Linked DNA regions of Mus musculus: regions 2, 3, 4, 5 and 6 are each linked to region 1. The links are chromatin contacts, called in public Hi-C, HiChIP or PLAC-seq and promoter capture Hi-C maps. All regions are on one chromosome and are shown on one strand. The core of a region is the stretch at or near the end of the contact, and the rest is flanking DNA. Distances in the headings are between cores, read along the strand shown.

Region 1 (3,237 bases), core at 506-3,005:
CACCACACCCGGCTGCATTTTTTTTTTTAAAGCCCAATAAGATATCACTAGTAGGGCTGGTGAGACAGTGTGTGTGTATTTACCAAAAATATCTACAAAATAACTCATAGCAACAGATTTTTTTGAGAGTCGCACACTGTAGTACCACAGCTGGTCTTGATGGCTCCTTTGTCTTTTTGCCTCAGCTTTCGGAAGGCTTCACTCACAGGTGTAAGCCATTGCGATTGACTAGAAAAATCTTAGAGACATTATGTTTGTTCTACTTTTGTTGCTATGATAAAAACAAAAGCAAGCCAAGAAGAGGTTTATTGAGCTCACACTGTCACATCAGTGACATCATCATTGAGGACCATCAGGCAGGACAGGAACTCAAGCAAGAACCTGGAGGCAGAAAGTGAAGCAGAGGCCATGGAGAAATAAACACTGATTACCAGCTTGATCCCTGTAACTCTCTCAGCCTGCTTTATTCTACAACCCAGGACCACCTCTCCAAAGTGGATACCTCCCTCTGCATCAATTAGCAATCAAGAAAAGGCCCCACAGACATGCTCAGAGGCCAACCAGGTGGAGGCAATTACTCAACTGAAGAGTCCTTTCCCCAAGTTGGGAAGCAAGAATAATCATCACAGTTTAGAAGACGAGACTAAATAATAATTTTTTTAAAAAATGCATATTTTGATTCTATTTGACCATCGCCAAAAGGGAAAACTAATTTCCAGTATTAGAATTCAGGACAGGACCTAGTTGAGCATGAAGAGTGACTGACAGTCAGCAGGGGTTGTGGTTTGTGTTTTCCTTAGATTTCTTTACAAATCTAAGAAAATGAGTACTTTTAGGCACTATGTTAACTTACTATGTTTTCACAGCATCAATTTCATTTTGAGAGTTTTCTTTCGACATAAGTTATAGCTTAATCAACTGTCTGACTGATGGCCAAATGAGCAATTCTCCCTCAGATATACAATACTGAAGGAGGCCTTAACACCTTCTCTCTAAACATCAATACTTGGGGGTAGATAGTACACACATCTTCTGAGACTAACAATTCTAGGAATTTGGGACTGATATTTGAGATTCTCAGCACCCAGAAAGTGGAGGCAGGTGAGTCAGGAGTTCAAGGCCAGCCTTGGCTATACCACAAATAATTACCTACATCAAACAACAAACACCAGCCCAATACACAAACAACTCCCTAGACAGGGAAGAACTGAGCAGGAGATTGGCACGTGTTGATTTATGATGAAAGCAGCTGATAGGAAAATGAAGGAACATTATTATCTACACTTTTTTAAACATTTTTAAAAAATTAAGGTGTGGTCTGGGCTAGTCTCAAATGCCTGATTCTCACGCTTCATCCTCTGGCGTTTGCCTACTGACACCAGCTAGAAAATCTTTTTAAATAAATAGGATGATGGTCCACGCTATATTGGCAGGGACGTCCATAAGAGCAGTGGAGAAGTGCTGTTTGAAATGCTGTTTTGATTCTTGCAGCTCTCGTCTTCTTGCTGCCAGCACTAACTCAGGCCTCCGGCGGTTCCTTCCTCTCTTGTTGCCAATGGTTCCCGCCTTTCCCCTCCCCGCAGCCGCGGTGGTTTAGCCCGGCTTCCCCCGGGGAAACCCCTTGGGCGGAGCGCGGCCCCCGCCGTGAGGCCACTTGGATCCCTCCGCGTCAGGGGTGGGCCGGGGACCTGTGGGCCGGGCACGAACCCCGGGCTCTGATTGGCTGCGGCGGGAGTAAACATCCGGAGAGGTGGGGCGGGGCCGGAAGTGGAAGAAGAAGGCGGCGGCTGAGTCGGTTCAGGAGGTTTTAGAGCCGGAGTCCGAGCTTCAGGTGCCATGGGCTGGGGGAAGGCGCCCTGAGGGGACTCGAGGCTGTGCATGGCGGGTGCTCGGGCCGCCGCCGCCGCCTCGGCGGGTTCCACCGCCTCGTCGGGCAGCCCGCCGCCTCAGGAGCCCGGGCTCTGGGAGCTGCTGGAGGAGTTCTCCCGGACTCAGTACCGTGCCAAGGACAGCGGCGGGAAGAGCGGCTCTAAGGTGAGCCCCAAAGGTGCAACGACCTGAACTGGTCCCTGGCCTGAGTTACCGAGGGAAGACTGTGGTTCGGGATGGGAGGAGAGCTGGAATGAGACCTCCTTGGGGAGGCACGGGAGAGGAACTTATCCAGGATATGGACTCAGAGAGTAAGGATCCGGCTTTACACCAAAGAGGAGGACCGAAGCTCCTTGTGGGTTTTGGGGTGGGGGGTTGCTTTAACAGGGGTTTGGAGGTCAAGGGTCGGAGTTGTGGGCCAGGTGCAAAGGTTAGACAATAGGAACGCTACCCTTCGTGAGCCTAGGAGGGGTTACCAACAGATTCAAAACAAAAAACAAAACCCCTAAAATCTAAGTAAAAATGGGGAAGAGACTCCTCTGGACCAGAGATCAGAGTAGAAGTCTGGAGTAGTGTGACATTATGGAGCCCAGAGAACAGCGGAGTGTGTCACCTCCTTATAAGGTACCAGCATGACTTAGGCCCTTCCCTTTCCTTTCCTGTAGAGCAAGAAGAGAACCCACATTCCCTTTCTGTTCCTTTTATCAGAAGTCTCTGTCCGTTGTCCCCCCACCCCGGGAATTTCCCTCTGCCCTAGTCACCAGGCCTGAAAAGAGAGCTGCTGATCTGGTCGAGGCATACTGACCTCAGCACTGATAGACCCGGCCCTTTCTCTTTCCCAGTGTGGCATTACACATTGGCGTTGGTCTCTGTGCTGGGCCATAAAACTGGTTTGGCCCCAGAGGTTACCTAGGGGCTGAGACATCTTCTATTAATCTCTGAAGTAACAACCTAAGAAAGATCACTAATGTGGTATTATCGGACCAGACAATTAAGTACCTTTCAGATTATAATTGGCATCATTTGGAGCTCTTGTTAAACACAAAGATTTCTGGTCTTAGATTCTCTTAAAGCACAATGTCTGGGGAGGCAGACCCTAGAATTTGTACTGTATGTTCAGAAAAGCCTTAAATGCGTTATCCCAACCAAGGCCAGTCATGCACTCCTGTCCTTCTGTCTCCACTTCCTAGGTGATGGGGTTACAGGTGTTTACCCTCATGCTTGGTTTCTGTGGTGCTGGAGATTGAACACAGGTTTTTATGCATGCCAGACCGGCATTCTACCAGCTGAGCTACATCACCAGCCTTGGTGTGTGTTGAGGCGTGGTTTTTTGTCTGTGGCCCTGGCTTGGTTTCACAGTCATTATCC
Region 2 (3,237 bases), core at 306-2,805, 500 kb before region 1:
TTTTAATTAAAATTTAACTGTACAAAAATCATAAGGATTATATGTAGTTGTGAGATGTCATGTGACCATTTAATGTATGCACACATTGTGGGATGTTTAAATCAGGGGTAAAAGAACCTATTTCCTTAAAAACATTTATTTTATTTTAAAAATTATTTGTATGTGGAGGGTGGGGACGATATGTGTATAAATGCAGGTGCCCGTGGAGGGCAGAAGGCATCAGGTCGCCTGGGGCTGGAGTATAGGCAGCCATGAGCTGACAGACTTGTGTGTTGAGAATTGATCTCCTCTTTCTGTAAGAGCAGCGTACAGTCTCAACTGCTGAGCCATCACTCCAGCCCCAACATTAATCTTTTTTTTTTTGTTTTACTTTGGTGCTGAGGATCCAATTAAGGACTCCCTACACAGTAAGTATATGCCCCATCACTGGGCTATACCCGAAGCCCCTCAATCATTTTTCAGTGTGAAAACCTTTCTTTGCTCTAGTTTCCTGACACATCTGGTAGATTGGTGCTGTCTACATAGTCACTCATTACAATTAAACACATAGCCACCTTCACTCTTTCAGGGTTAGCTTGAAGAAGGAAGCCAGACCTGGGTCTGAAAAGGTGCCTTACTAGTTCTCCTTATACAGAGCATCATAGAAGCTACCTGACTAATGACTAGTGACCTCAGGTGGGGCATGCAAAGACATGAGACTCTGGGAGAATGAACCCCTGGGTGGGAGGGGTCAGTGGCTGGAGGTTGGTGTGGGGACACTCACTCCTCTGTTTCCTGAGAAGGAAAGGTTACTTGGCCAGCTACCACATTATAAGAGCCCCTCGGACCCAGATAGAGCCCTGAAATAACTCTTGGGAAGTCTCCACAGGAACACCTGAGAAAGGGAAGGCTCTCTTGGTGTTGGAGTTGCCCAGAGAGTGGGTGACAAAACTGGAGCTGTCCTCTGACAGCCTCTAAGGGAAGCCAAGGGATGAAGACTGCAAGGCCAGGTCCTGCTGACAACTGCTGAGCCTCTGAATCCAGCCATACCTGAAGATATAGCCCTAAATGTTTTAGTGAGGTAAACTACAGGTGCATATTGGCTTAGGCTATCTGAAGGCATGTTTTTACTCCTTGTAACTTACGCAATTTTGACTGCTGTAGTTGTCTCTCACATGGGACTGCTGTAAAATTTACAAGGAAAACTAGCTATAGTGCGTGTCCCCTAGGGTAATGAGAAAACTGGAAGGCTTCTGATTGTTTTTAACAATAGGGTGATGCTAACGGGAATATTAAGGGGAAGGATGCCTTACCAGTACTCTTCCCCTCCAGCCATGCATTTTTCGTACACGGGTCCCTCTAGCTCCCGAGGGCTGGGGAAAATGGCTTCATGGTGGATGATGATAGTTTTGATGACTTCATTGACATGCGCCTGGCAGGATACAGGGTCCTGCCCATCGGGGATGTGCATGAGGGTGGGCCCGAAGCAGATGGCCAAGTTGTAGGGATCCATCATGTTCTCATCACTGTACTGGGAAAGGCTAGGAGAGAACAGATACTCACTGTTCACCCACAAGGCAAAGCCTCCCCCAGAGTTTCCTTCCTTTTTTTGCGGGGGGCGGGGGAGAGGGAAGTGGGGACACAACCCAAATGCAGAAGTTTCTATATTCTGATTTATAAAATAGCATTCATAAGAGCCTTGGCCCAGAGGAGGCCAGTGGCAGAGGGCTCCCCAGGCCAGGTACTCACTGATTGAGGAAAGCAAAGAGGTATCTCATGACCACAATGACCACGCGGGGCAGGGTGATGAGGATCTGCTGGATTGGGTGCACCCTGTCAGCTGGGTTCTCCAGTTCTGTAAGGTACAGAGAGTTCAAGGTGACCAACACCCTTGGAGAGCAAGGCAGTAGATGTCTCTAGGCTCCACCTCCCCCATCAGCTATAGGGATCAATCAGGAAGGCTCTACTCTCAGTTGGGATTCATATGAGATCCTGGCTAGAGCCAATCAGAACAAGACAGGTTGGGGGCTAGCCTACTTAGAATCTCTTTGAGCTGGTCTTGAGGACTTGTGGGGAATCCTATAGAGAGGTGCCTGGGACTTGGGTAGCAGAAAATCTGGAACAGCAAGGGTTCTGCCAGAAATGAGAAACCTATCTGATGGTCAGAAGAGTCACAGAGTGGCCATGTGAAGCCTAAAATGAATTGCCTAGTTTTCTGGTAGAGGATCTGAAACTGTTTTATGGACTCAGATGGTTTGGATTTCAGTCACTGGCAGCCTTGGAGTCCTGGTGTCACAGACAGGGACAGTGGTTTAGTAAAATGTGAGAGGCACCAGACATAGCACAGGCCTGGGAATGCTGCAGTCACCGAGAAAAGAATAGTGCAAGCACGGGCTCTTCTTGAGTGACCTATTGACCAGAAAGCTTAGCGCCTGCCCAGGATCTAGATCAGGGATCTGTTCTCAGGCGAACCATAGAGTCAAATGCTGGTGTGATGGCACAGCAAGACGGAACACCTATGAAGTTGGCAAACCAGAACTACAAGAAGTGAGGTGTCAATGCTGTGTGTAGGGTGGACAAGCCACACGTTGTCAGTGACATTTTCCTCACAGAACTCCAACCTCCAAAAGACCCCTTTTCTCCTCAGTAGCCAGCATGACAGGGCTACTGACACTCTTGCATGCCTTATCTTCTGGCCACTGTTCTTCCATTGAAAACGACCTAGGACAATGGGTCTAGATGAGGTGCTACTACCAAAGCTGGGGTTCTTGCTTCTTGAGTAGGCATTGTGTGGGGTTGAAGAGTAAGTGGAAGTCTATATTGGCATCCGTCACCCCCATGCCCTGACTGTATAGGGCATGTGGATTGATGTTGCCTGCCTTCAATTTCAACAGGGTGGTCCCTCTAGCTCACCTTCAAGACCTGGCTGAAAGAAGTCTCACCCAGGACAGCTCACGGTCAGTTTCTTATGCTCCTCTATAAATCCTCTAGACCCTCCTGTCAGTCACCCATGCCAGCTACCCTCCTATGGCTACTAGCGACATCATAGTTCTTAAAGACAGGGTTTTTTTTTATAAAGAGGGTACTTAAATCACTAATATGAGAAAAAAGGAAAATCCTTTGTTTTAATTAGAAGGTGACATGCAAATATTTAACAGTGAGGATATGTTCTAAGACATGCTGAAGGCAGAACAATGTGAGCCCACATCTGTACCATCTCCTACTGTCCTACATCTGGGACATATCCTGATGGCCAGC
Region 3 (3,237 bases), core at 458-2,957, 370 kb after region 1:
AACAGAGCCTCTCCCCCATGGGCCTAGCATTCAAACTTTTATTCAGGCCAGACCTATTCAAACCACCACACATGGACTGACTAGACCATTGTTTGGACAAGCCTTCTTCTGCCTTAGTCTCTTGAGTGCTGAAATTATAAGCATGTACGACTACGTTCCTTTAACGATTTTTTTTTAATGAAACGATTAGGTAAAAAGGTTGGAGATTATTTTTGCAGTTCTTGATAGAAATGGAATGAGTTTACACTGTGACTTACCATTTTGCTTCAGCCGGTCCATCATTGGGTATTAGCATTAAAAATGTATTTGGCAGCTTGGCGTGGTGGCGCATGCCAGCACTCGGGAGGCAGAGACAGGCGGATATCTGAGTTCGAGGCCAGCCTGGTCTACAAAGTGAGTTCTAGGACAGCCAGGGCTACACAGACAAACCCTGATTTGGAAAAAGAAAGAAAGAAAGAAAGAAAGAAAGAAAGAAAGAAAGAAAGAAAGAAAGAAAGAAAGAAAGAAAGAAAGAAAGAAAGAAAGAAAGAGAGAAAGAAAGAGAGAGAGAAAGAGAGAGAGAAAGAGAGAGAGAGAGAGAGAAAGAGAGAGAAAGAGAGAGAAAGAGAGAGAAAGAGAGAGAAAGAGAGAGAAAGAGAGAGAAAGAGAGAGAAAGAGAGAGAAAGAGAGAGAAAGAGAGAGAAAGAGAGAGAAAGAGAGAGAAAGAGAGAGAAAGAGAGAGAAAGAGAGAGAAAGAGAGAGAAAGAGAGAGAAAGAGAGAAAGAGAGAGAAAGAGAGAGAAAGAGAGAGAGAAAGAGAGAGAAAGAGAGAGAAAGAGAGAAAGAGAGAGAAAGAGAGAGAAAGAGAGAGAAAGAGAGAGAAAGAGAGAGAAAGAGAGAGAAAGAGAGAGAAAGAGAGAGAAAGAGAGAGAAAGAGAGAGAAGAGAAAGAAAGAAAGAAAAGTATTTTGCTCATTTGGTAAATATGGAGATTCAGAGTTGGTGGGACACCTCGAACAATAAAGACACTGAAGCTGATGATCTGAGTGTTCAGTCCCACAAGATGGAAGGTGAGGAACCCACTCCTGCAAGTTGTCCTGTAACTTCCGCCCGCGTGTTGTGCCACGTAAGCGCTCACATATAATACGAATAAAATAATTTTAACCTGGCGGTGGTGGCCACATTTTTAATCTCAGCACTCCGGAGGGAAAGGCAGGCTGATCTCTGTGAGTTCGAGGCCAGCCTGGTCTACAGAGGGAGTACAAGGACAGCCAAGACTACACAGAGAGACCCTGTCTCGAAAAACAACAACAACAACAAATTTTAAAAGAAAACGAGAATGAACAGAGTTGTGACCCAAGCATGACAAGCATTCTGAATAAACGGGATTCGTGGACTGTGCCCATCACAGCTAACAAGGTGCAAGAGAGCTTGGAGCAACCCTTAGGCGGAGGTGGGAATGTGTGGGCGCCCCCTAACGACAAGATCCGCTAGTGGTCAGCGGGTGCTTGTAACCGGGGACAGGGTAGCTCTTAGTCTTCACATCGCGAGTGGAGGAATCTTGTTTACCCCAGCGTGGGAGCCAAGCTAGAGCGCAGGGATTAGAGTGCGCACGCGCGTCGCTCTGCCAGCCCTTTCTGGGGCTCGAACACTCGGGTACTGGCTGGCGGCGCAGGCGCGCTGGAGGCCTGTAGAGGTCGCGGCGCCTGCGCAGTCACTCTTCCTCAGGCGGCCGCCATGGCGGGACAAGAGGATCCGGTGCAGCGGGAGATTCACCAGGACTGGGCGAACCGGGAGTACATTGAGATCATCACCAGCAGCATCAAGAAAATCTCAGACTTTCTCAACTCTTTCGGTCAGCGGGCGAGCAGGGGAGGCTGGGAGGAGGGAGGCCTGGGAGGCGGCCGGCGGCGGGGAGGAGAGGCGCGCCGCCCTGGCTACTCGCTTCCTCTTTGGCTGCCCGCCGGCCCCAGTGCCCTCACCCCGAGCCTCACTGGGCCGTTTCCGAGGGTCTACCCTGCCCGTTGCCATGCCCCACTTGCGCTCGTCAGCACGCCCACTGTCCAGCCTCTTAGGCCCATCCATCATCCGCCCCGGTTTGCGCCGCGCTTCCGTGCCAGTCTTCACTTGGCAGGCAGTGCGCAGCCGTGTCACGGTCACGGTCGCGCTTACTGTTGAGAGACTCCTGCTCGTTGTCCATCTCCTTCAGGAAGAAGTCCGAACCCCTTTGATGTCATGCCTTCTATTGCTCCCGTTTAACCACTCCCGGCAGGTTCATTCATCCCCGGCTCGATTTGGTGCTAGTGCTGAGGGTTGTAAGGGATGGGGCCCGCTCGGGCCTTGGGAATGGCTTTTCTAGCCCTGTATCTGCTTCATGGTAGGTGCTCTGGATGCTTCTGTCTGGCTCCTCGGATTTTACAGGGCAGATGGTTTCAGCAGAGTCCACTTTTCCAAAAAACTATTCCTAGGTGTGGCCGGCTAGTGACAGTCTTGATTTCTTTCTGCGTGCGTTCCTAGCCTTCTGGACTGAAAACCTGTTACAGACTTCTTATGGTCTCCGGAAGGGTTCTTTCAGGGACCTTCTTACACAATACAAGACGTGCAGATGGCATCCAGTGATCTTTTTCACTAGAGTGCTTTGGTTCTACTAATTAGCAACTTTCAGCATCTTGGGGAGAAAGTGCTGTATTTTGAAAAAAATTAAAGTGAATCGTATATTTTCTAGCTAAAGACCCGATGAGTCCTAAGTAGTATGATAGAAGGTAACCGAACAGTAGCTTCAATTACGGGGTGTAGTTCAGGGATTGGGCTCCTGAGTGGTAAGCACAAGACCCCGGCATCCCCCACTTCTTAGAGTTTTCTTTCTCTCTCTCCTTTTTTTTCCTCCTTTTTTTGTGTTTTGTTTTGTTTTTTGGTTGGTTGGGGGTTTTTTGTTTTGTTTTGTTTTTGTTTTTTGAGAAAAGAGAACAAAAAGGAAATTGGAAATGCATCATTAAGGGGCAGGGGATGCCTAGTCTGTAGAGTATTGGCCTAGCACCCACACACCATGCCTTTAATAGCAGCACTCAGGATGCAGAGGCAGGAGGACCAGGAGGAACTCCCAAGTCATCTGCTTCATAGAGAGTTTTGAGTCCAGCCTGGTAGAGCAAAGCAAACATCAGCAGGCGTAATTGGTTCTTACACAGGTCTGCTGGCAGTGAGGAACATGGTAACCCTTCCCTGTTATATGTGGTGGCTCATACCTGTACTCTTAGCACTGG
Region 4 (3,237 bases), core at 221-2,720, 290 kb before region 1:
CTCTCTCTTTATGCTTAAATGCCTGCATTAGTCTGGATCAATATGTCCCATAACAGTTAATCCATGGCAACTCAGACCAGGCAAGAAATGCTGACAAAGAAGGGCTACTTAAGGATGCGATGCACCCCCCCCACCCCCCCACCCCACCCCCACCCCCCGCAGCCCATACTCATGCATTTGAATTTCAGCCCAGAGAAGGCAGCAGAGGCAAAAACAACCACCCACAAAAGCCAAAAGAAGGGATGGGGAGAGCAGATCAAAAAATATATACATAAATAGCAAAGGGCTTTCTCGATGGGAGTGAGGGGGAGGAGGCCTTGACTGTCAAAATGGCCTTAGAGTGACATATCACTGCCAAGATGATGGAGTACCGGCGACACTCCTAAAGTCCCTTCCTCACACACCTGCAATGCAGAGATTTCTGCCCTTTCTGTAATTCACGCTCCCAGCCCAGGCACTATCTGCAGTGGGAGCCAGTCTGGACTTGTGCAGCCAGCACCCGGTCCTTCCTCCTTACAATAAGATTATTGCTGCATAGCAACTTCTCAAGAAGGCAGGGAGGCGAAGGAAGAGACAGCAGAGGGAGAGACAAGGGGACGGAGAGAAGGCAAAGTCCCTCGGCCCCACCACTCACCTTTTATTTGGGCTTCATATTCAGCAATGATCTCTTTGTCTTTCTTGAACTTAGTTTGAGATGACATCTTCCGACGTGGCAAAGAGAACTGACAGGCTGTTTGATCTATTTCTCCTTCTCTCTCCAAGTCCTCTCCCAAGCCTGGGTAATCACACAGCAATGGTCGATTTCACAGGTTTCAAGGGCTAATCTCTTTTACTTGGCTACAGAGCCCCGGGGTTGAAATCCTTCTTCTGGGAGGAAAATGCTCTCTGCTGGCAGGGAAATGGCTCTAGTGGCTTGCTCTGGTCAGCTCCTCTTGCAAAAGAAGTCACCCTGGGAGTACCATAACCTGCCCCAGATTTCCAGGATTTTTCTTCCAAAATAATAATAATAGCAGCCAAGAGCACACACAAACACACACACACACGTACACACACACACACAAACACATTCACGAGTGCACACACACGCTCACCCAGACACGCTTCCACGCAATTGTGCTGTGCACACACCCATCCACACCACAAGCGCGCGCATACACACACGCGCGCACACACACACACACACGCATACACACACACACCCTCACTCACACACACACACCCGCTTGCTCACTCATACACACACATCCACAAGAGGCGCGGCGCCTCCTGGGTCGTGTGGCCAGTCTCCGGTTCGCTTTGGAAGGCTCTGCTAAGGAAATGGTCAGGTTGCCAAAGGACCGGTCATCTCTCATCCTCCCTCCGGTCGATCGGCGCCTCGGGTCTGCTGGACGGTGAGGATCAAAACCAGGAGAGGGAGGTGGAAGTTTTCCCGGCTGTAGCGTTTTAGCTCCGCTGGACCCAGGGCTGGACTGCTCACCCTGCAGGGCTGGCTGAGCTCTCCCCCACCGCCCTCGTCACTAGACTCCGCCTCCCGGATTTTATAACAACTGACACATTGTAGCCTACAGGAGAGCTGAACTAGCTGCAAGCAAAAAGGGGAAGAAACGCTCACAAAAGGGAAGGCGGCAGGAGGGGGAAATCAGGTTGGGAAGGCCTGGGAGGCTCCTGCAAACTCGAGCTAGTAGTAGTTAGGCTGGAGATTTTCTAACAAACACAGAAAGATTCTTTTCTTTGCGTCGTGCTCAAACTAGCAACTATATGACGAGTTGTCACTCTGCCTGAGACTCTGGCAGAGTCTGATGCATGCAGGAGAGGCCACTATTTTTGAAAGAATTACTTGATAACAGGGACAGTGCCAGAGGTTTCAGCTTTGCAGAGAGATCTGGCAGACAGGGCTGCCTTCAGGCTCAGAGAAGGTGGGACAGCGCCATTCTGACTCCCTCGTCTTAGTTCCTTTACCAGTAAAATAAGCTCTCTTTGGAGACTCTTTAATGGACAATTTCAACAAATACATACAAAAAGCTTACTAAAGGGCCCACTGGCGTTATAAAGGCAAGAAGCACCATATGACAGTACAACAGAATTTAACTACACGCTGAATGATAGAATGGGTAAAAATGACAAGTGCTAAGAATTGAAAATATTACAGAGCGGGGGGATTCAAATGTAAAGAGCTTTTGGGAGATGGAGTATGAACAGAAACAGTTTGGCTCAGTACCTAGGTACACAGTAAGCTCCCTATAAATAGTAGCAACTATGGTAACCCCAGCATCCTAGGGGCTACATTATATATAAGTGGAAAATGACTTACCAGGGTGCCAGCATTCCAACCCAGACAACAAAACCCACCAGTAGTAAAGACTCAGTAGGAGTCTCCAGCATTTCATTAGAGAGTCCTAATTTCATTGGCATTTCAAATAGTTCAGTGTGGTAGGTCAAACTGGCATCAAGTACCATAGGATGCCTGATAATAAACTGTCATGAGAGTGTCTTGTCCCCCAAGAGTTCACTGAAAGAGACTTCCATAACTTTCTCAAACTAGGTACCACCTTCCACTTGTCCTTCTGGAATGGCCCAACATGTGATTTGGCTTGGGTTTAGAAATGAACAGGTTATCCGTACCAGCCTCTAAGGGCTCCCCAAGAGAGTATGCAGCTAGAACGGGTCTGGAGAGGTAGGTAAAGTGAGACAGGGTCCTCCCGCCTAGTGATCAGTGGGTGAGCACCAAGGGCTCAGTTGGGGAATGCACAGCAGCTGCCTGAGCAGTTCACCTGGTGAATCATAGGCTTATTATAGCTCTGGACACAGAAAGAGGAGGTTACAGAGTTCATAAGCAGATGCCACAGCCCACATCCTCCTGCCTCACCCTTCCCAGGGACATGTAGGCCCTCTGCTATGCAGAAGCCACAAGTGTCATTAGAGGAAGATATGCTCAGAGATTAACCTGCCTTAAGCCTAGATCCTCAGAGAAAAGTGGAGTTAGTGTCCTATGCCCTGGAATGTGAATATGCAGCTAACCAGATTCCTTCCTGTCTCTTCTAGGAGCCTGGAGCCAGGTGACTCTGACTGCTCTCTGTGGCCGCTGGGAGCAGGAACCCAGGAAACGGCCATTCTAGCCATGAGGAGAATTTTTAAACCACACATGCATGTCAGAGACGCATACAGCGCGCTGAGCCATGGGAATGTCCCAAGAAGCCATGAGACAATAAAGCGAGATGTGTCAGAGAATGCCTGTTG
Region 5 (3,237 bases), core at 434-2,933, 290 kb after region 1:
ACAGGCTTACACTGCCATAGCTGGCTTATGCTGGGGTAAGGAACCCAGGGCTTCAAAGCCAGCTGTCCAAGCACTGTACCCAACTGAGTTACATCACAGCCTCATTGCAGAAGAAGTGTTTTTAGGGCTGGAGAGATGGTTCAGCCATTAAGAGCACTGACTGCTCTTCCAGAGGTTCTGAGTTCAAATCCCAGCAACCACATGGTGGCTGCAACCATCTATAGTGAGATCTGATGCCCTCTTCTGGTGTGCCTGAACACAGCAACAGTGTGCTCACATACATAAAATAAATCTTTTTTTTTTTAAAGTGTTTTTAATTTAAGGTGATCTTTAAATCACCAGCAAATGGAAATCCAGTATTACTTGCCACAAAAAGAAAGTAACTTTTAAATACGATAAAATGAGGTTTTTTTTTTTTTTTTCTTCTTCTTCTTTTTTTTTGGTTTTTCGAGACAGGGTTCCTCTGTATAGCTCTGGCTGTCCTGGAACTCACTCTGTAGACCAGGCTGGCCTTGAACTCAGAAATCCACCTGCCTCTGCCTCCCAAGTGCTGGGATTAAAGGTGTGTGCCACCACGCCCGGCAAAATGAGGTTTTTGTTTTGTTTTGGTTTTTGTTTTCTGTTCTCTGCAGAAACGTTTGAAACGTTTCTCTTCATTAAAGTGATTCCTATGTGATCTGGACAAGTCAAGGAACCAGCAGCACTGTCTTCAGCTAGTCTCTGAAAATGACTAGAATAAGTGATTGAAAACTGTTACTGATTTTAATGTGAAGTGGCTGAAGTTATGTCAAAGTTCTGTCTCCCACAGAAAAGCACTGTAAGAAGGCAAGTGAGGAGAGGAGGCAGGTGGAATGGTCCATCGCAACTCCTCACACGTCTCTGTGGTAGTCTCCAAGCTTTGGAGGCACTTTATACCTTAGCATCTCAGCAGATCACTACAGTTCTTTGGTAGTGTAGATTATGAAATTCACTTGCCTGGATGTTAGCAGGACTCAAGGGAATATTGCATCTGACTCTCAGTGGGTACTCTTAATAACGGAATGGAGCAGGATAGTTCAGAGAGAACCTCACTGACGGTTGGCAACTAGCCTAACAATATTAAGAACGTTTTCTTAAACACTTAGTACATGCAAGGCCCTGGGCTAAAGGCTTTTAGGTATCATCCAATCTAACATCTACATGCCTGCTCTCTCTATTAGGTAGGTACTGAGATTATTCCCATTTTACTGACAAAAATGAAACACAGCTAACCGCCAAGGTCAACCCGTAGGGGCGCGATGAAAACTCAGTTAAAGTGATACAATCAATCCCTGCACTTTCTTGACCAAGGTCACCCGGGAGTGAGGTCAGCAGGATAGGGTGAGGGTACTGACCTGTCAGACACTTGTTCCTGGGTGAGCTTCTTGTCGCTCTGCAGTAGGATTGACACGTAGTGGCGGATCATGCCCACGAAGAAAGTGATGATAACGATGGGCAGGACCACCCAGAGGCGGATGTTGGAGTCAAGCAGCAGCTCGGGCCCCGCCATCTTCGCTGAGAGTTCGCTGCGGGTCGGGAGGAGTTGGGTTCCTCCCGGCTTTCGGCTCCGGGCCTTCACCCGCCCCTCAGTCTGGCTGGCGTGGAATCTGGGGCAGCCTAGCTTTCTCCGCGCACTGTTTCCAGCTGGGCCGCCAGGCCGTCAACTTCCGGTGCGGGCGAGTAACGTCACGCCACGGCGCGGCTTTGATGGCGTCAGAGCGCCGTTCTTCTAGCGGGAAAGTCGAAAACGAAGGGAAGCAACTGGCGGGTCCCCAGGTTAGTGGCTTTTTAGGCTTTCCTGGGAGCGAGATGGTATCTCTCCGAAGTCAGACGGCCCTGACTTGTTCTAGTGTTTCCCTCTGAAAAGTGGCTGTCAGTGATTACATATTATTGTAGGAAACGCATAATAAGAAATCTCGTATAATAAGAAATTTGAACCTGTTTTTAGTTTTTGAGGCTTTTTTTTTTTTTTTTTTGGCAAGACTTATTTAATGTATATGTATGATTTGACCTTCTGTGTTTATGTGCACCACATGCATATAGGAACCCGAAGGGGCGCAGGATTCCCTAGAACTGGAGTTACAGGCAGTTTTGAGCCGCATGTTTGAATGGGAACTGAACCTGGGTCCTCTGCAAGAGCAGTAAACGCTCTTAATCCCAGAGCTGTCTCACCAGCCCAGGAACGTTAATCCTTAATAGAAACCATTGCCCTAGTCTGGAGAGATGGTTTGGAGGTTAAGAGCACTGGCTGCTTCTCCAAAGGTCCTGAGTTCAATTCCCCTTAACCACATGGTGGCTCATAACCATGTATAATGAAATCTGATACCCTTTTCTGATGTGCAGACAGAACATTGTATACACAGAAAAATAAAGAGAGAGAGAGAGAAGCTGGGTGGTGGTGTCACTTGAGAGACAGAGGAAGTTGGATCTCTGAGTTCGATCAAGGTCAGCCAGTCCTCAGAGTGAGAGAAACCCTGTCTCAAACAAAAGAAAGCAAAACAAAAAAACAAAACCAACCAAATAAAAAACAGTAATAATAATAATAGCCCATAGTCTTGGCTTTTAGGAGGTGGAGGCAGGAGAAGTTGCCTTTGGCTATGTATGAGTTCAAGACCAAACAGCTACACAAGACCCTAGAAGTTGAAAGTAAGACAAAACCCACAGATTCTGGCCTGTCTAAGAACCAAAAATAAATGAACAAAACAAGGAGTACAGATTCTGGAACCAGACTTTTTAGAGTTAGAACCTCAGCCCTTCCCCTGATTAGGAGACTAGTAATGGTATCTTTCTTAAGTTAGCATGTGAGAAATATGTAGATTATAATTAGAGCATATAAGACAAGGTTGTTTGTTTGTTGGTTATTGAGATAGGGCCTCACTGTATATCTGAAGCTGGCCTAGAATGTAACTGGTAACTATGTAGACCAGCCAGTCCAATTTACATGGTGGAATCCTGTCTTAAAAATAAATACGTACTAGAAAAATAGCTCAGTGGTTAAGAACACTTGCTGCTCTGCAGAGAATCTCGGCTCCTTTCCCAGCACCCACATAGTGGCTCATAACTATCTGTAACTTCACTTCTGGGGGCTCTAATACTCTCTTCTGGCCTATGCAGGCATCCAGTGTGTACATGGTCCACAGTCGTATGCACAGGCAAATCATCATACACCTAAGATTTAGATATTTTAAAAATAAAAATGACTGTCCTAGCACACACAAA
Region 6 (3,237 bases), core at 425-2,924, 260 kb after region 1:
AGTTTAGCTTTGAAGAAAATACAGTGTGGTTAGATGATAACAGAGGAGAGTCTCCACAGGGGTGCCAGGAGAGCCTGTCTGAGGAGAGAGACACTTAAGCAAAGGCAGAATGGTAAGAGAGCCAAGCATTTGACGCTCTGAGGGGAAAGCCTTTGGCAGCGGCAATAGCATATACAAAGACTCAGGAGCAGGCGTGAACTCAGTGAGTTCAGAACACCTCTTTTGGGGTGGCTGGTGGTCAGCAGGCAGGGGCTAGTCAGCAAGGGCTCCTGTGAACCATCACGTGGATTGGAGAGCTCCGACAGGAGGCGGTCTGAGAAGCAGTGTTTTTTAAAGGGAAAGAGGTCGGCATCATGTCCAGGGACAATTGGAGGGTAGTTCGTATTAGCCTAGACACTCCTCTCCAGGGATGCCTTCTGTTCCTGGCTCTCCCTATCCGGAGCAAAGCTCCCTTGTATATCATCTCCTGTCTGCCGCTGGCCTGGGGCTCCTGTCTTTTTCCTTTACACCTCCAGCCCCTGTACAATCCGGGCCCAGGTAGATATATTCCCAAGAGGTCCCTATTCCTAAGTCCATCCTTAAGTAGGCCAGGGAGGTAGGAGGGATCAGCAGTGGCCAGCCAGCTGAGGGCCAGCTGTGTTAGGGGCAGGTGCTGTGTCCTTTTCCTCTTGGACACAGCCACCTTTGGTGGCTCAGACACTAGGAGAAGTTAGAGGTAACCCCAGAGACTCTTCCGAGGAGTACCCCTAGGCTCATCAGAGGTTGTGGGAAGTTTCAGGGGATTCAAAGACCTCTTGGGTCCAGTCACAGCGTTAATTCAGACAGCCTTTAAGTCTTGGTAAGCCCTCTCTCAAACATCTATTAAGCCCCAGGTTCTGCTCATAGGCCAGGCTGGGGTCTGGGGACCCATAAAGTCCTCAGTTCTGAGGCTGGGGATGAGGTGTGCGAAGGAAGGACTTGGGGCCCCTGATATGGATATAGGTTATAATAATACCCTGTGTTGAGCTCTTTGCTTAGTTAGGCCTCTGTTCTAAACCTTCCCATACAGCAGGTGCAAGTACCCATCACACAGGAAAGGAGAGTGGGCAACCAAGAGTCAGAGAGGTTGAGCAACTTGTCCAAGGTCGCACAGCCAGCTGAAAACACATACTAGAGATACTGAAGCCCGTACAGCTCTGTAGACTTTGCAGAGGAGGAGATGGCTGAGCTGGGCCTTCAGTGAATAACATGCCATCTGCCTACCACCCCCGATGCAAGAGATGTGGGCACCCGCAGTCCAGGCAGGAGCTTGCCTAGCATTAGGGTCCCCATGGCTGGACAGTTCTGAGGGGAGATGAGATCAATCAGCCGCAGAGACTAGGGGGTGGGGGGAGCAGGGTGAGGGCCTCTGCAGGACAGCCTGCAGAAGCTGGTCCATCTCGGGTTACCTCTCTTCCTCCTTCTCCAGCTTCTCTCTCCCTGGCTCCATGCCTTCCCGCAGTGTCCCGGGTGGGGTTTGGCACCGTGCAGGCCCATGCCCGCGAAGGGGCTGTAAGCCTTGCTCCTTGCCTTCTTGGGTCCCGCCATCTCCCCTTCCCTCGGCCAGCTCCTCACCTGCGCGCTGCATCCGCAGCCATGCGTTCACCTTGCGCGCGTCCCTGCAGCCGCTCCCGGAGGCGCATCCTCCGAGATGCTCAGGCTTGGCCAGCAGAGCCCGGCTCTGCCGATCTCCTCGTCAAGCCCGCCCACAGGAGCGCGGGATACTTAACCCTTTCCTTTGGGAACGGTCTCTGTTCGCTGCTCCTCACCGCCCCTTTCTCACAAGCAGCACAGCCCAGATGGTGTCAGAGCCCTGTGGGGTTCTGCAGTGTTCCTTCTAGCTACAGCCCGCTTTATTTGCATACCTGCGGGGACTGGGAGCTCACTTTCTCTGGATTCATACAGGCATAGGTAGATCATACATACAGCCTGGCATATCTTCCAGGCTTTTCCCAGAGCATATTAAATAAAAATGAGCCCACGCTTTCTTAATTGCTCTTGTAACTTGCCTTTCTCCTCATCATTTTACAATATATTCTGACACATTTTCGAAGATCTACTTCTTTCTTTTTTCTTCTTTTCTTCTTCTTTCTCCTCACCCTCCTTCTTTTCTATTATTGTTGTTGTTGTTATTTTGGTGTGTGTGTGTGTGTGTGTGTGTTTGTATTTGTGTGGCCTGTGGCATACCACATCATGTCTGTGGAGTCAGTTTTCTCCTTCTGCCTTGTGTATCCTGGGGACCAAACTCAGATCTTCTTTACCTGCAGAAGCAGCTTGCCAGCCCTAGGTCTACTTCTTTCTGGTCTCCGATGTGGTGATTTTCAGCATGTGGTTAGCCGATCATGTAATTTCTTCTGGCCTTTGTGACTGGATACAATACTACCTGAGTCACTGTTCTATTGTTATGAAGAGACACCGTGACCAAAGCAACTGCTATAAGAGAAAGTATTTAATTGGGTGCTTGCTTACAACTTCAGTGGTTTAGTCCCTTATCATCATGTTGGCAGGCACTGGAACAGTAGCTGAGAGCTACATACTGATCAATAGAAACACACACACACAGAGAGACAGACAGACAGACAGACTAGGCCTGGCATGGGCTTTTGAAACCTCAAAGCCTTCCCCATTTGACACACAGCTTCTGTTAAGGCCACACTTTCTAATCCTTCTAATCTTTTCAAAATAGGGCCACTCCCTGATGGCTAAGTATTCAACTATATGAGCTTATGGGAGCCATTGTTATTCAAATCACCACAAATACCTTCTTTATCTTCAGCCTCTAACACTAGCGGGAGAAATGGAGAAGGCTGAACTGTAGCTGACCTTAGGTACTTTCTGGGTTCTTCTCCCACCCCCATCCCCCGCACTTTATCCTCCCACCCCCAGTTTCACCCCCTATCACTAGAGACAGAAAGAAGGATAGAGAAAAGAGAGATCCTTGAATCTAATTTCTTTCCTTTTGTTTGTTCTTTGAGCACAGCTACTAACAAACCACAACCCCCTCCAACCAACAACCACCCACCCCTGCCTCTCCATAGCATTTATACACCCTCTGAAAAGTTCCCAGAATTCCAATGGTCACACAATCACAGAAACTATGCAGCTGGCAAAATGACGTCTCTGCTAGAGCACTAGGCAAATCACAGTCAGCTGTGGCAGACAGTCCAAAGCAGCCCCACCTCCCTACACCTGGGATTAAATCAAAAGCACATTCTTACA

The links. Promoter capture Hi-C pulls out the DNA fragments that hold promoters and counts their contacts. A called contact is a pair of places that touch in the nucleus more often than the background predicts. HiChIP or PLAC-seq counts read pairs in DNA pulled down with a chosen protein or histone mark. Capture Hi-C pulls out chosen DNA fragments and counts their contacts.
Region 2: a contact with region 1 is called in an H3K4me3 HiChIP or PLAC-seq map of bone marrow-derived macrophages, with 2.9 times the contacts expected there. The contact joins the enhancer-like site here to the promoter of Mtmr14 in region 1. A contact is called at or near these places in 1 of 39 promoter capture datasets (the 3T3-L1 cell line), 1 of 484 Hi-C or Micro-C datasets (embryonic limb bud) and 2 of 115 datasets of contacts at active chromatin or transcription factors (astrocytes and bone marrow-derived macrophages).
Region 3: a contact with region 1 is called in a Hi-C map of forebrain, with 7 times the contacts expected there. The contact joins the promoter of Brk1 here to the promoter of Mtmr14 in region 1. A contact is called at or near these places in 4 of 39 promoter capture datasets (hippocampal neurons, liver, pre-B cells and 1 more), 2 of 484 Hi-C or Micro-C datasets (CD4 T cells and forebrain), 1 of 115 datasets of contacts at active chromatin or transcription factors (embryonic stem cells) and 2 of 9 other capture datasets (liver and pancreatic islet).
Region 4: a Hi-C map of uterus shows a contact between it and region 1, with 5 times the contacts expected there. The contact joins the promoter of Srgap3 here to the promoter of Mtmr14 in region 1. A contact is called at or near these places in 1 of 39 promoter capture datasets (liver) and 1 of 484 Hi-C or Micro-C datasets (uterus).
Region 5: a promoter capture Hi-C map of adipose tissue shows a contact between it and region 1. The contact joins the promoter of Emc3 here to the promoter of Mtmr14 in region 1. A contact is called at or near these places in 4 of 39 promoter capture datasets (the C10 cell line, liver, maxillary cranial neural crest and 1 more), 3 of 484 Hi-C or Micro-C datasets (CD4 T cells and neutrophils), 4 of 115 datasets of contacts at active chromatin or transcription factors (embryonic stem cells, memory CD8 T cells, microglia and 1 more) and 2 of 9 other capture datasets (adipose tissue and pancreatic islet).
Region 6: a promoter capture Hi-C map of pre-B cells shows a contact between it and region 1. The contact joins the promoter of Prrt3 here to the promoter of Mtmr14 in region 1. A contact is called at or near these places in 6 of 39 promoter capture datasets (the C10 cell line, embryonic stem cells, fetal liver and 3 more), 1 of 484 Hi-C or Micro-C datasets (regulatory T cells), 3 of 115 datasets of contacts at active chromatin or transcription factors (embryonic stem cells and memory CD8 T cells) and 2 of 9 other capture datasets (adipose tissue and liver).

What each region holds. Positions count from the first base shown.
Region 1 is chr6:113,236,088-113,239,324 of GRCm38.p6, forward strand. It overlaps Mtmr14 (myotubularin related protein 14), which reads left to right and starts at 1,756. Exons shown (of 19, transcript NM_026849.2): 1 at 1,756-2,034. The coding sequence starts at 1,879.
Region 2 is chr6:112,737,591-112,740,827 of GRCm38.p6, forward strand. It overlaps Srgap3 (SLIT-ROBO Rho GTPase activating protein 3), which reads right to left. Exons shown (of 22, transcript NM_080448.4): 16 at 1,729-1,834; 17 at 1,293-1,520. Among named protein-coding and RNA genes, the nearest start is that of Gm26799, 39 kb to the left of the region's middle. Within about 2 kb of position 1,556, at least 36 of the 459 cell types and tissues checked have an H3K27ac peak or open chromatin away from gene starts, as enhancers often do. A contact at or near this core is called in bone marrow-derived macrophages, where this site is marked.
Region 3 is chr6:113,603,065-113,606,301 of GRCm38.p6, forward strand. Brk1 (BRICK1, SCAR/WAVE actin-nucleating complex subunit) reads left to right here and starts at 1,708. Exons shown (of 3, transcript NM_133937.1): 1 at 1,708-1,832. The coding sequence starts at 1,715.
Region 4 is chr6:112,945,796-112,949,032 of GRCm38.p6, forward strand. Srgap3 (SLIT-ROBO Rho GTPase activating protein 3) reads right to left here and starts at 1,471. Exons shown (of 22, transcript NM_080448.4): 1 at 635-1,471. The coding sequence starts at 701.
Region 5 is chr6:113,529,955-113,533,191 of GRCm38.p6, forward strand. Emc3 (ER membrane protein complex subunit 3) reads right to left here and starts at 1,684. Exons shown (of 8, transcript NM_175101.3): 1 at 1,374-1,684. The coding sequence starts at 1,528. It overlaps Fancd2 (Fanconi anemia, complementation group D2), which reads left to right and starts at 1,728. Exons shown (of 44, transcript NM_001033244.3): 1 at 1,728-1,794.
Region 6 is chr6:113,500,257-113,503,493 of GRCm38.p6, forward strand. It overlaps Prrt3 (proline-rich transmembrane protein 3), which reads right to left and starts at 1,675. Exons shown (of 4, transcript NM_001289700.1): 1 at 1,594-1,675.